Regions from separate parts of the Gasterosteus aculeatus genome. Here region 2 is linked to region 1. A link is a contact called in public Hi-C data. All regions are on one chromosome and are shown on one strand. The core of a region is the stretch at or near the end of the contact, and the rest is flanking DNA. Distances in the headings are between cores, read along the strand shown.

Evidence for each region. A called contact is a pair of places that touch in the nucleus more often than the background predicts.
Region 2: a contact with region 1 is called in a Hi-C map of liver, with 5 times the contacts expected there. The contact joins two enhancer-like sites. A contact is called at or near these places in 5 of 6 Hi-C or Micro-C datasets (liver, skeletal muscle, tail fin and 1 more).

What each region holds. Positions count from the first base shown.
Region 1 is chr18:6,228,826-6,235,334 of fGasAcu3.hap1.1, forward strand. LOC120808547 (DNA (cytosine-5)-methyltransferase 3A) reads right to left here. Exons shown (of 23, transcript XM_040161528.2): 17 at 5,887-6,032; 18 at 5,640-5,730; 19 at 5,331-5,479; 20 at 4,800-4,885; 21 at 4,610-4,679; 22 at 3,947-4,065; 23 at 1-3,026. The coding sequence ends at 2,885. Among protein-coding and RNA genes, the nearest start is that of LOC120807735, 6.4 kb to the left of the region's middle. Within about 2 kb of position 2,761, at least 2 of the 9 cell types and tissues checked have open chromatin away from gene starts, as enhancers often do. A contact at or near this core is called in liver, where this site is marked.
Region 2 is chr18:6,273,773-6,280,483 of fGasAcu3.hap1.1, forward strand. dtnba (dystrobrevin, beta a) reads right to left here. Exons shown (of 20, transcript XM_040161541.2): 6 at 6,567-6,652; 7 at 5,974-6,128; 8 at 5,671-5,770; 9 at 5,409-5,575; 10 at 4,832-4,956; 11 at 2,535-2,606; 12 at 2,030-2,195; 13 at 1,794-1,873; 14 at 1,418-1,516. Among protein-coding and RNA genes, the nearest start is that of LOC120808547, 12 kb to the left of the region's middle. Within about 2 kb of position 3,504, at least 2 of the 9 cell types and tissues checked have open chromatin away from gene starts, as enhancers often do. A contact at or near this core is called in liver, where this site is marked.

The DNA.
Region 1 (6,509 bases), core at 1,511-4,010:
GACGTGTGTATGCATGTGTGTGCGTGTTGATGTTTTGTAGCTAAACGAGTTGCGTGAAGAATGCGTGAACGTCGGCACTGTGTTTCCAGCAAACGTGTGTGTGTGTGTAACCTGCACCACTGTAAAAAAGAGTATAAGAGTTTAAAAAGCACCTGGAGGTTGGTTGTATAAACAAAGAGTAAACATGATGGAGAAAAACGCTGAACCTGCTGGTTTATTGTTGGTTTCTGTAACTGTTTGTGCGTGCGTGTGTGTCTGTGCGTGTCAGCATAGACTGCGCGTGTCCAGTTGTTAACTGGTCTCTGAGGAAGGTCAGAGGATCGGAAGGCTTCCTGGAAAAAGATGGTCACCTGAAGTCCGAAAGCACCAGACTGAAAGAGATCTCTGAAGACAGCCCTGTGTAAATAAGACACACACACACTGTCTGTGTGTATGAGAGTGTCTTTGAAACATTTCCTTATCACAACAAGCAGTTTGCTTATTCCTATTCAAGATCACAGAGTGTATCCCAGCATGCATTGGGCTAAAAGGCAGAAGAAACCCTGAAACGGTTATTTACACAGGGCCGTCTGTTTCAGTCGTAGGAAGTAGAAAACCAGCATCCTGTCTACAGAGTACAGGTCGGCCTCTGGCTTCAGTGCACGTCGCTGCGATAGACGGAGGACATCTTAGATCCTTATGAAGCAAAGCAGGAGCCGGAAGACCGGGACTCGTTTTTAACTCTTTCACCAGACCAAATACCCCACTGACTCTGAGCTCCCTAAAAAGGTACACAGGTGTTTAGTTGAATGCTTCTCAGAGGCAGAGCCGCTCTGGAGGCACAAATAATCTCACTGCACAGCAAGCAGAGCAAAGCTACCCTCGTGATGGGTAAAAACAAACCAGACTACATAGAGAGACTGCCTTCTGTCATCCTTTCACAGTATGACTGCTTATCTGAACACAGACTGCCCTCCGTATACAACATCAGCATGATACAACAGTGGCCCGTTACAGTATTCTGACATCTACCGTCCAGATATGTTCACCTGGACAAACAGTATGTAAATAAGAAATATAATATCCAACCTCAAAGGCCAAAGTAACCTCAGTGGACAGCTGCGATCAGACACGATTACTACAGTGACTTACAGTATCATTTAAATGTGGCTCCATCAAACAATGGACAACATCATTTGAGCAACAGTGAACAGTAACCAATGCAATACAACAGTACGCTTACACACATGCTAGTGTGTCAAATGCTACCAGTGTGCAGAATACTGCACCATATTCACCAAAGCATCAGCTAACCGCAATATACAATCACTGCCTAAAATATTACAAAAAAAAGAATACACTTTTAACACACAACGTAATGCTGGCACTCATAGGTATTAAGTATTAATAGGTATTGAGTATAAAAGCCATTACTTTCTTACAGTTGTTGTAGCCCAGTGACTGCTGACTGATTGTTTTACTCCCCATCATGAGTGTGTGCCCTTGCTGTGCACTCTCTTCATAGTGGCATCTGACCACCAGAGGGCGCTCAAACACGGAAGATGTGCATCCGCAGAGGTTTACGTTCCAACCTCGGCTCTGACGTTACTTTAAAAAGCCTAATATTGAGGGTACATGCCAATCGGTGTTACTTTTAGTTTACAAAAAGGTGTTTTGTAAACAATAGAATTTTCTTACACGAGTAAAGGAAAAAAATAACTTCTCACTGCTGTGGCATTCCCTCAAAAATCCAATCCAATATGGGAAAGGCTAACAAGATTTAAGACAGACGTTGTCCCCCTAAGGAGAAGATCAAGACCGTTTTTAGGTATTATTTGCCACACAAACATCTGTCTAAGGTTTTGTTAATTATTTGTAGATCCAGAGCATCTTTTTCGCCGAGAACACTGCACAAATAACAATATGATCACTAAATACGTGTCTATGTGATCATATTTACTTTTTTCGAAACTCCCCAGCACCCCTTCACTAAATCTGACAAATATATCGAACGTAATAATTCCCGCTTTAGTGTTGCTTCCTCCTGCTTGTTAGCTAAATTAGAGCCACAAAACTGTGAGACCGAATAAAACCAGAGGCCGGCCAGTCTCCACGAGCACCAAAAAGTGTTGTATTAAAGCGGCACCATGTGAACTCCACTGACCAGCACCATGAGCGAAAACTGCTGTTTGTGTTCATTGCACTGTAGTACCTAGTTCAATAACTGACACAGCAGTACTGTAACTACACATTAATACAGTATTTGTGTGTTTTGGATCAGAAGTGTTTTGATTGTGGGTTGTTGGAAACAAAGTTTGGGCTCCTTTGTAAGCTTTGCCCCCCTGAAGGTTGAATTCCAGCTGCCATGACACAGTAAAGCCAGAAGACATCAGTTTCAAGGTCGGACAGGAAGTTATTATGTGAAGCACAGTACAGAATCCCTGCACAAGTAAGTGTGTGTGTGTGTGTGTGTGTGTGTGTGTGTGTGTGTGTGTGTGTGTGCGTAACTCAGCAAGCACGCAAGGTAGCACCTGGGGACTGAGGTTAGCCAGTGGTATCCATGATATCTACATGATATTGTGTGTTTGTGTTTGTCTGTGTGTGGTTGTGTGTGTGTGTGTGAGTCGGGTCATTCTAGGTCAGCCAACCTTCATGTAGTAGCTCTATAATGTGTGTGTGTGTGTGTAACTTGTCAAGGTAGCACCTGGGGACTAAGGTTATCCAGGGGTCTACATGATATATATGAAAGCAGTCCTTTACAGTGTGTATGTGTGTGTGTGTCCGGTCGTCCCGTTTCAGCCAACCTTCATGTACTATCTCGATACTGTGTGTTTGTCATTACGTACTGTATGTGTGTGTGTGTCAGAGAGAGAGAGAGAGAGAGAGAGAGAGAGAGGGTGCATGACTAGTTGCAGGCGAAGTACTCCTTGAGCGGGGCGAAGAGGTGCCTGATGACGGGGACGCTCCAGGAGCGACCCAGCAGCCTTTGCCTGGCGAGACGACTCATGTTGGAGACGTCGGTGTAGTGGACGGGGAAACCAAAGACCCTGGAGACACACACGCACACAGCATTTCATTATTCCACTTTAAATAGGATTTAAAAGAAAACAAATCAACAAATCCATTGTTCATGGACAGAAAGTTGATCAGCAACTGATTGGTTGATTGGCAAATTAATTGGTTGATTGTTTGGTCCCCCAACTGTGTTTCATTGGTGTAGATCTAAAAAAAAATGTGGCTTTTGAACTTCTGGTCAGAAAAGATAAACAGCAATTTGAAGACGTAGTTTTCGTTACTTATTACTATATTCAAAAGACCAAATAATGAAACATTAAGTCGAGAAAATGATCAATAGTGTCAATAATTGTTAGCTGTGACAAACATCTTTGACCAAACAAACCCGATCTAATATACTGTAGACAATTAGTGCCTTTCAGATTTCTTTAGATTAAAAAATGTATACTTGAAAAATTGTATTTTGGCGCAATTAATTAATGGACTTTATTTCATTACTTAGAGGCTCATAATCCGCAGCTTATCTGTGTTTTTGTATTTTGTAATGCGCCGTTCACAGTACAGGACTGGACGCCGTCAAATCGCTGCACTATTGCCGTCTTGCAGTCATTGTGGTTTTCACGCCACGTGACTGGCGACAGGCTGTCACACACTACCAGATCGCTGAGCCGAAGGAGTCTCTGACAACTTCATGTCTCATCTCAGAACTACGATTTGTCCCTTGAACACATGTGAGAAGTGACAGTTGTAGTCATGGCATCAGAATTGTTTCGACAGGGAACGCTGTCAATGCTGTGCAAAAAGATGAGACGTCTTGGGCCACAAATGTCTTTAACTAGTTTGTGCGCACAGACGATGGAACACTTATTAATGTTAATGAAGTATCAGGATCACATGGAGATTGCACGCTGGAGCACACACAGAGCAGACATGCAAACACAAACTACCGTACCTTTCCATCTCGGTGCACCAGAGGATGTCCTCCTTGTTGTCCATGAACACTGGGAAATGCTCGTCTTTCCCCTGCTTCACAGAGTTGGAGCGTGTCGTTATCGTACGCAACTTCTCAAACTGGAATTAACATCCCGAACCAAGCACGCACAAAAACACAAACAGAGACGGAGACACACACACACACACAGACACCCTTTTTTAATCCTAAAATCATCCCCTGTTTTCTACAATACATTGGGATTTGAAAAAGTCATTGTCAACAAATGAGCATTTGCTAAATAAATGGCCAATAAGTCCTGTGGCTGGTAGAGAAAAAGTGAGCAAACAGCAGGAAAACAATGCAGTAAAAATGGACATCAATTATGTAATACGATATTTCTATAGTCTATCATACTTAATAGGAGAAATATTAAATTTCTATTCATCCCATTAATGCTGCAAGAGTATCAATTTATTATTGGACACCCCTGATATTGACTGTAGGTCTGTTTCTTTGCATATCATATGGTGATGAGCACAAATAAATGGTGGGAAAGCTACCAAAATATATCATTCTAATACAACTGTAATTCAAGCACTGTACACACACACACACACACACACACATACACACACACACACACACACACACACACACACACTCACACAGGTGGATAGGTACCTTGGCTGTGCGCCCGTGCTCGAGACAGTCTTGTAGGTCCAGCCGGTCATTCATCATGGCTGTAAGAGGTCTGGGACAAAATATTAAAACATCAATTATTTGAATTCAGAATTGATTTAAGGAACAAATCAGACTTGTAGTCAAATAAACGGTCGACTGATGATAACTATGGGACGTTTGTTTGTATCACCTGGACATGCCTGGCAGGTTTCCCCAGAAATAGCGAGCGCGGTGGGCAGCAGAGACCTCTTTGGCGTCGATCATCACCGGGTTACACTAGGGAGGAGCAGCAGGTTAACTTCCTGTTCCACTAAATGTCAACATCTTCCTGTCTGGCAAGTCTGTGCATATATAATATAGGAATCTAATAGAAATAAAATATAGTACGCCATGAAATAGAACAGTATAACATATTAACATAATATGGAGTAATATGGTGTGGCATCAAATATATAAGACAAAATGAGGTTCAGATACCATCTGAGATATGAACAGTCTGTCGTCCCCACTGCTACAATCTGTTAAGATTTAATATTCAGTCCCTTTATTTCTGTAGACAGAAGCATCTGAAGACTTCTTAAATGTGCTGACTAAATCTGCATGTGCCTTCATACTTCTTCTCTCCTCCGCATCAGTCACTGTGTGGGATCCGTCGGAGGAATGTACATGTATACATTCATCTACATAAGTGCACTTCAGGGCCGTGTAACTGCTACCGTACCTCTAAAAAGCGGGAGATGTCCCGTTTGTCGCTGACTCCCATCGCCACCACGTTCTCAAACAGCCAGTAGAACGGACGCGCGTCACCCGTTTTCGGTCGAGCCTCGTGCAGCAGGCGGTAAAATTCAAAGAACAAGCGGCCTGTTCCCTCTGCGGGGACGAGAAGTTCAGCCTCACATGAAGATCATCAGGGTTCACTTGAATATATTTAATAATTAATTGAATCTAATTTATCTTTCCTCCCAGTTTTATTCATAGCAGAAAACTAGTGTGAATTTATACCCGGACGGATTCAAAGAACGTCTCTCACCGAAAAGGCCTTTCCTTGCAGGGTTGACTATGGAGAGGTCGTTGCAGGGGCTTCCTCCAATCACCAGGTCGAACGGCCCCCATTCCTCAATCTTGTGTGAGAAAACAGCAGTTTGGTCAAATAGAAGATTAAAAAACAATCGACTCGTGTGTAAGATGAATTAAGCCTTTCCATAATTTGCCGTACTTACACTTAAATACATTGTGTGGTGTGAAATATGATTGTGTATTTGAGTAGAAGCACTCACGAGTTTGCGTGTCACGTTTCGTACGTCACCCACATACATGATGCGCCCCTCGTGTCGCACCATGCCGACGGTGATGGAGTCCTCACACACCTCGGAGGCAACGTACTTGTCAACCTGCATGCCCAAATCCTTCAGCACCAATAGGCCTGTGCACACACACACACACACACACATACACATTTGTATTTGTTTAAATAAAGGTAAAAAGGACTAGAACAAACGCCATGCTAGGTGCTATGCTAAGGTGAGAGGGTGCTTTGAGGAAAATGCTTAGTACCACGGCGATGTTATCAGATGTTGTTATTAGATTAGCGTGCACATTTTTGGTTCAAGGTAAATATATTTTCACTGCACGGTTACACAAAGAAATGCAGTCAAAGTCAAGAATTAAAAAAAGCATAATTATTAATTACTAATTAACAAAAATTAAAAAAAATGTTTATGGTGTAGGGGGAGGATAAATGACCTAACAGCTTATTATTATTCATCTTGACGGGACCATGAATGTCCAATTCATCCAATAGACATTTTGGTCCTGACCAAAGCAGTGGAACTACCGATTGACATTGTCTTTGTTAATAAATTGAAAGAAGGTAGTCAGATAACGTCTACACATAATGTAC
Region 2 (6,711 bases), core at 2,254-4,753, 46 kb after region 1:
GACAGTTGTCAAGTTGCCTGGTTAGCGAAATAAGAGACTTCTGTTAGCCAAGGTCGGTTGACAAGTACAAATCAACCCAAAATGCATTCAAGCTATAAAAGCAGTGAGTTGTTAGCAAAATGAAGCCACGGTTTCAGAGTCGGCTCACGAAACTAGCATCGCTCCAATGAGATGTTTACAATACTTTTTTATAAACAGCATGTGGTCTGGATGAGTTATAAAAGCAAATGCGACAAATCTTCTCTTTTCTCTTTGAACTCATTGTTCAAGTTGGAACAATGAGTAAATAAAGTAAAAAAGCCAGAATGTGAGTCATGCAGCAACGCCAGATTTGAGTAATTTAAATCTCAAAAGTAAAACTGATTGACAGAATGTTCCAAATTTCCACTCTCTCTTTAGAATTTAAGTTAGTACTTTTACTGGCTTGATTGGATAGGCTTATTACAGCAATGCTGTAAATACTGAATTTCTTTATATGTATATATATATGGAAAACAGTCAAAATGTACAAATAATTTAACAATTTAACAAAACTTCATACTGAAATCATGTGGAATGCAAGGGAATCCTTACCAGGGTTGGAAAACCCCAGATAGCAGTGTTATGGTTAATTATTTATATTTACACATTGGTTGAAAATTACAGGATGTGAAGAGGGATGGGAGAGGTCATTTCAGGGCACCAAATAACTGTGCCCTTCACAAATTACGAGCGAAAATAAGGTAGGAGGAAGAGTTCTTACAGTGAATTATGGGTGTTCACTAATGTTTGTCATTCAGGTGGTTTCAGTCTTCACCGCGCAGTTATATAATTAAGTCCAGAGTCAGAAAACAAACAATAGTCATCACAATATAGTTTGAACATTCCGCTCAAAACCCTTTCCAAAAAGCAGTAAACGGTACTATTTGTTATTTCCACAACTGAAAGCCACTATTTCTTTTGAATTCGGCGCCCTTGAGCAGCCACACTGCACACTGCTCCCATCGGCGCCACTGAGATTTTCACTGAGAGAACTTGTCTGGTCACGATAAGTTGATAGAGGATATAATCACTGTGCAGCAGTATCAGCATCCTTCCATCATCGTTACTGCATCTCTCGCTCTAGTGGGACTGGTGTTGCTTTGTATAAAGTCTCCCTCCTCTCCCTAGGCAGTTTTTGTTTTCCACCCAAACAGCGTAAACACGTTGGAAGTGATTGTTACATTGGCTTTTTACAAAAATCCACCGTCTGTCACTACCATCTGCCATAAAGCGCCCTCCCTCCGCGCCACAAAGCCACGCGGCAGACTTCCCACTGGCAGCGGCCCACCGCCTCCGCGATCAACAGTGGTCGCTGGTGTTTGAGCATCACTTCTGTCGGCATGTCATGAAAACAAACAGCAGATACTAACCGCTGCACTGGTGCACGCGCGTTTACCTGAGCAGCCGCAGCTCGGCCAGCAGAGTCGGGTTGGTTGTTGCCTGGCACGCCGCGTCATGCTCCACCCGGAGACGCTTGATCTCTGCCAAGATCTCCCTGTGGGAATGAAAGACACACGGGTCAGCTGAGGCTGGGCGAGCGTCACATGACCGGACAAACCGTGAACACGCACTCACACTTTGGCTTTGAGCAGATTACGAAGGCGAATTAGACCAGTGTTCTTTAAGTAGTGAGAGAAACAGGTCTGAGACACCAGTGTGACCTTTGTACACACAAATGTGTATCAAAAATACAACCACACAAGTGACAGACTGACAGGAGCAGAGGGTCAAACCAACAAGGACGGATTTAATATAAAGAACTCATCCGCTACCTGTTTTTGCACTCGAGCTGAGCGATGAGCTCCCTCTTCTGTTTGTTCACATCAAAGTTGATGCTCCGGTTTGGTATCACCTGAAACAACAGAACTTACTTGAGCCGACTGACGGTGGGTTGATCGCTCATTAGACTTAGTGTTTTAAAGGGCCGCTTTAGAGCTGCTTGTGTATCTTTGGCATATGTGTATTCAGCGTAGCGTGTGCACGAGAAAACGCGGTGTGGTCGACTCACTCCGTGGCCGTCGGTCTCGGCCAGGCGGGAGGTGTAGCGGGCGATCAGCTTGTGCTCCTCGTCTTCTCTGCGTGGACTGTCCACGCTGTGCGGGCCACTCTGCAGGCGATTCACGTACGCCGCGATCAGAGCGTGCTCCTCGTTCATGCGCCGAGCGGCGGCCAAACTGGAGGAGGGACAAATTATCTCATTTCTCGCGTCTTTTCGTAATGATTTTCTTTCAGAATCAGTAAATGTAATAGAATGTGTTTTCTTGTCTTTGCACCAACTAAAGAGACTTTCAATGTCTGACTTTTTCCCCAAAATCTGGAAAATGTAATCTGCTAAGTAAACAGCCAATATATTTTTTTAAATCGACAATTGAGAAATTGTGATGAGAAAAAAGTAATTTTGAAGGAACAAGGGGACAAATTTATCAAAAATCGTTTGCAAATTTCTAATGAGTGACAACAAGAAATATAACAACGTCTAAGTCTTTCTCTTTACTCTTCATTTCAGTTTTTACCTTTTGGAGGACTCAGGCACTGAAGTGGACAGCAACATGGCGTCACTTGTGTTTCCAACCGGGCGAGCGGGGCTGCACGCACACACACACAAACACAAACACAAACACACATATTACCAACACAGTAAACACAGAGTAATGATAAAAACATTGAATAATTAAGACGTCCTGCCTGTCAGAAAACACACATTCTTGCACTCACACACTCTCATGTGCTTTTGAGTGCAGTCATGCAAGAGTGAATGGTTCTAGTCTGAGCAAACACAGACAGGGCAAAGATCACCATGTGTGAGAGACAGAGAGAGAGAGAGAGAGAGAGAGAGAGAGAGAGAGAGAGAAACAGACAATGAAGGCAAAAAAAGAGAGAAATTATAGAAATTCAGAGAAGCGAAAGCATATGAAAATAATAAAGCTGACGCAATAACATAATAATATCAGAATGAACATACTCACTTTGTGTTAAATCTCTTTATGCACCCAGGGCTTGGAGGTCTGCAATGACCCGGTCTGACAATGTTTGGAAAATCAAACATTGTGGATCCACCGCAAGGGGCGGAGCTACCAGAGTGGTTCGCCATAGAGGTGGGACTCTCTGAGGTTTTTGAGTACATGAAACTGAACCTCTGATTTCAAACCAAAATGTTATTTTAGCCAGAGTTACTGCAACATTTTAGGAAATGTTATAATTTTTGAAGGTAAGTGTTAATATTCCTATTAGAGCTTCAATTTGTCTTTATGAACTATAATGAACAGTTTATATAGTATCCTAAATGGTTAAAAGGGGAAATAATTCAGCTGTATTGTGTAGATTTCAGAGGAATGCCAATGTCATTTGAAGATTTGTTGTTGTTTATGATTCCAGGAACATATTTAATTTGTTTTAAAAATACCATGGGACATTGTTTCTGTCGATGTTGTTGATCTAACCTGCTGTTAATGATGCCACTGTGCAGGACCATGTCCCCTTTGCTCAACAGCGCTGTGTGGCCACAAGTGGTGCTTACAGAATAACGGCACATAACTTCTTGTAAATACATTTACAAGAAGTTACACGATTTTCAGAATCATAAATAGGAAATAACAAGTGTGTAAATCATAGTGAGAAACAATAGATTTCTTGTTTGACTTTCTTAAAATTGATCAGAATATTTCTTCAATCGTTACATTAACTAAATTAAGGGCTCCTGGACATCTCGTGTCAATCATTCAGCGTAGTTTGTGGTTGCTGTATTGAAGCGAGGTGTGCGTGTCAGAATGCCGTAGTTACAGAGAAGGTTTCTACTACTACACTACAAAGCTCTTAGAAACGGAAGGTCTTCAAAAAATCTAAATTTCAGTAACTTTTTTGTAGCCAAATTCAATTAAATTGTTTACAGGATATTTAACTTTAAGGCTGGCGCATGCTTCTGCGTCTGCGTCGACGCACTCGTTTCAATTCATGGTCCTAAAAGGCTTGCGTGTGTTGCAGAGCAATTCACCGTGTTTTTGTTGAAGACGACCTAGAGAGTGACGTCTTTGTGTGTTGAAGTCGTTGGTTGTTTATTTATTTATCATAGACTTTTCATCACGAAATTTTGTCCCGTATTTTCCTCCACTACTTTGTGCACCTCTCGACCGGCAAACCGGCGTTTGCCGCGATCTCCCTTCATGAATCCAACCCGCTTATACAACCCGCCAATGACGGCTTGTATAAGCGGTCATATTTACGCATTTCTTCCGACAAAAGTTCTTCGATCTGATCCGTTCTCTCGTAAACATTCTTCGTTTCAGTAATGGCGGTATCGGGCTATGAAAATGGAAATTTGAGACTCCGTAAAGGATGTAGTTAGCAGACCAATCGCAGCCTGGTGCGCTGCAGGAGGATTGCTCGCTTTCGACGCAAGCCTAGAAAAATGGGTCAACGTACGCAAGGAGGTGTGAAAAGGCACGCAAGGGGGTCTTGCGTCTGCGTCGCACTGAAAACATAACTGAGAAGCATAAACTAGGCTTTTGTGTTTCAACTTAACCTCTTACTTTACAAGTTTTGTATAAAGGCAATAAATTAGTAAATTACTGATTATGAGAAAATAGTTTACAGATATTTGCAATTCCTCCTTTTGGTGAATGCCGTATTTTCGATGACTCTCCTTATCTCCTTGCTTTTTCACAGTACATTTATGCACCCTTTGCCATTTCGGAGAATAGAAGATATCAAACACCATATTGAGAATAAAAGCTTTGATGCAAGCTGGTATAAAGTATAAACAACCCTTAAGTGTGTGTGTGTGTGTGTGTGTGCGTGTGTAGTGAGGTCTTACACCAGGTTGGAGAGGTTGAGGGTCCTCTCCGGTTCCTCCGGGTAAATAGGATGAGGGGGCTCTCTGGATGAGACGCAGCCCAGAGTCCTGCTCAGGGCTCGGCCAAGCTTTGACGCCGACGACTTCTGCAGACACACACACATGAATACAGACAAACACAAATATCAGCACAGCATTCCAAATCTGGGTGACTTTAGGATGTTGTTCTGCAGCATTGTTATTCAAAGGGGATATATTTAAACAGATATTTTCAAGCCTCGAATACGTTATGATGATATAGCCCTTATCTAGATTCCAATCACAATCATTAAATTTATCCTAATTCCACCCGTAACCCCAAAACCAATGTTTCACTAAGTAATAGACCCAACAAAATGTAACTTTGTTTAATCTCTTACCTTCCAATGACCCCACTTTAGGCTCTAAGATTCCTTATGGTCCTCACAGAGATGGAGGTCCACACACACACACACACACACACACACACACAAACACACACACACACACACACACACACACACACACACACACACACTGCCCCCTGGTGTGACGAATGAGTAATCACACAGTGACTCACCCAGGACGAGTGCTCCTTCATCTGATGCTGGTTGCTGTGAGAGCCACTGGCATTGCCGCGCCAAAAGCAGTTCTGGCAGAGCTGATAACCACGGCAACGGAGGCAGCGATACCGGAAGCCCGTCATGGCATTGCCACGACAGTAAGAGCATGACACGGGGTGGTAGACTGAGGGAGAGAGAAGAGACAGTAATTGTATGAGTCTTTTGTTTAATTTAAATGTATGTTTGTGTGTATGTTAGTGTGTGTGTGTCTGTTTGCACCATGCTCCACGTTGGCCATGCGGTGCATGAGAGGCAGCCAGACAAGACACTGAGGAGGGTCAGCTACAATGTCCAGGAACATGTTGAGCATCACCCTCTTCTACATCAACAATGACAATTAAGAAAAGGAACAACTCATCAGAAGGACAGAATAGTGAAGAAAATGATTATCATGTATGGAGAAGTCAATAATCTAATCTGCAGGCGAAAGAAAACAAATCTTCACTGCAATAGTGTTATCACTGGAATAATTGCATATGATTAAGGACAGCGCAATGAGGTGGTTGAGGTGTGTGAGGGCACCTGTTGGTGGAAGCATGAGCGTGCTGAGGTGTGTGTGTAGCCGAAGGACGGTCCTTCGTGTACAGCGCTGGGCAGCTTCAGAGCCTCCCTCAGAAAACTGTCGAATTTGGACTGAACCAGCACTCCGCTGGAGTCAGATACCTGAGAAAACACATCTACCCACACACACAAAATGAGCAGAGCATGCATTCAATTCTTTCCTCTTAATAAAGGGCCCCAGTCATGACGGCGGTTTACGTGTGCCAATTAACCACCACAGATTCACCCGTAACGTACATATAAATGCTCAGCCTTGCGTGGACACGTTTTGGGTCCCAAGGTCAAAGGTGAGTCTTCATAGTAGAACTTATTAACATATTCACATGGTGACCACATGATTAATAAAAGATTGGGCAAATAAGCAACCAGTAGTATTGACCTGCAATCTCCATGTGGTGCACGTAATTTATTTAGTTTATGGTTTACAACCAAAGTCTACATGATAAATCAGTCCATTCTCTTTTTTTGAAGTATTTCTAGGAAATCTAAGATGACAAAGATGAAGGTGAAGAGCAGACTCCGTATTAGGCGCAATGGAATTGTTTGGCACTCACAGCGGAGTTTATCCAGCAGTTTCCCTCCGCACAGGGTGGCCAGCATCGCCTTCACGGAGAGCACCGTCAGACGGCTGTCAGGCTCACTAAAAACACACAAATCAGAGGCTGAACTGCTGCATACGTCCCACTTCTCAAGCGTCCA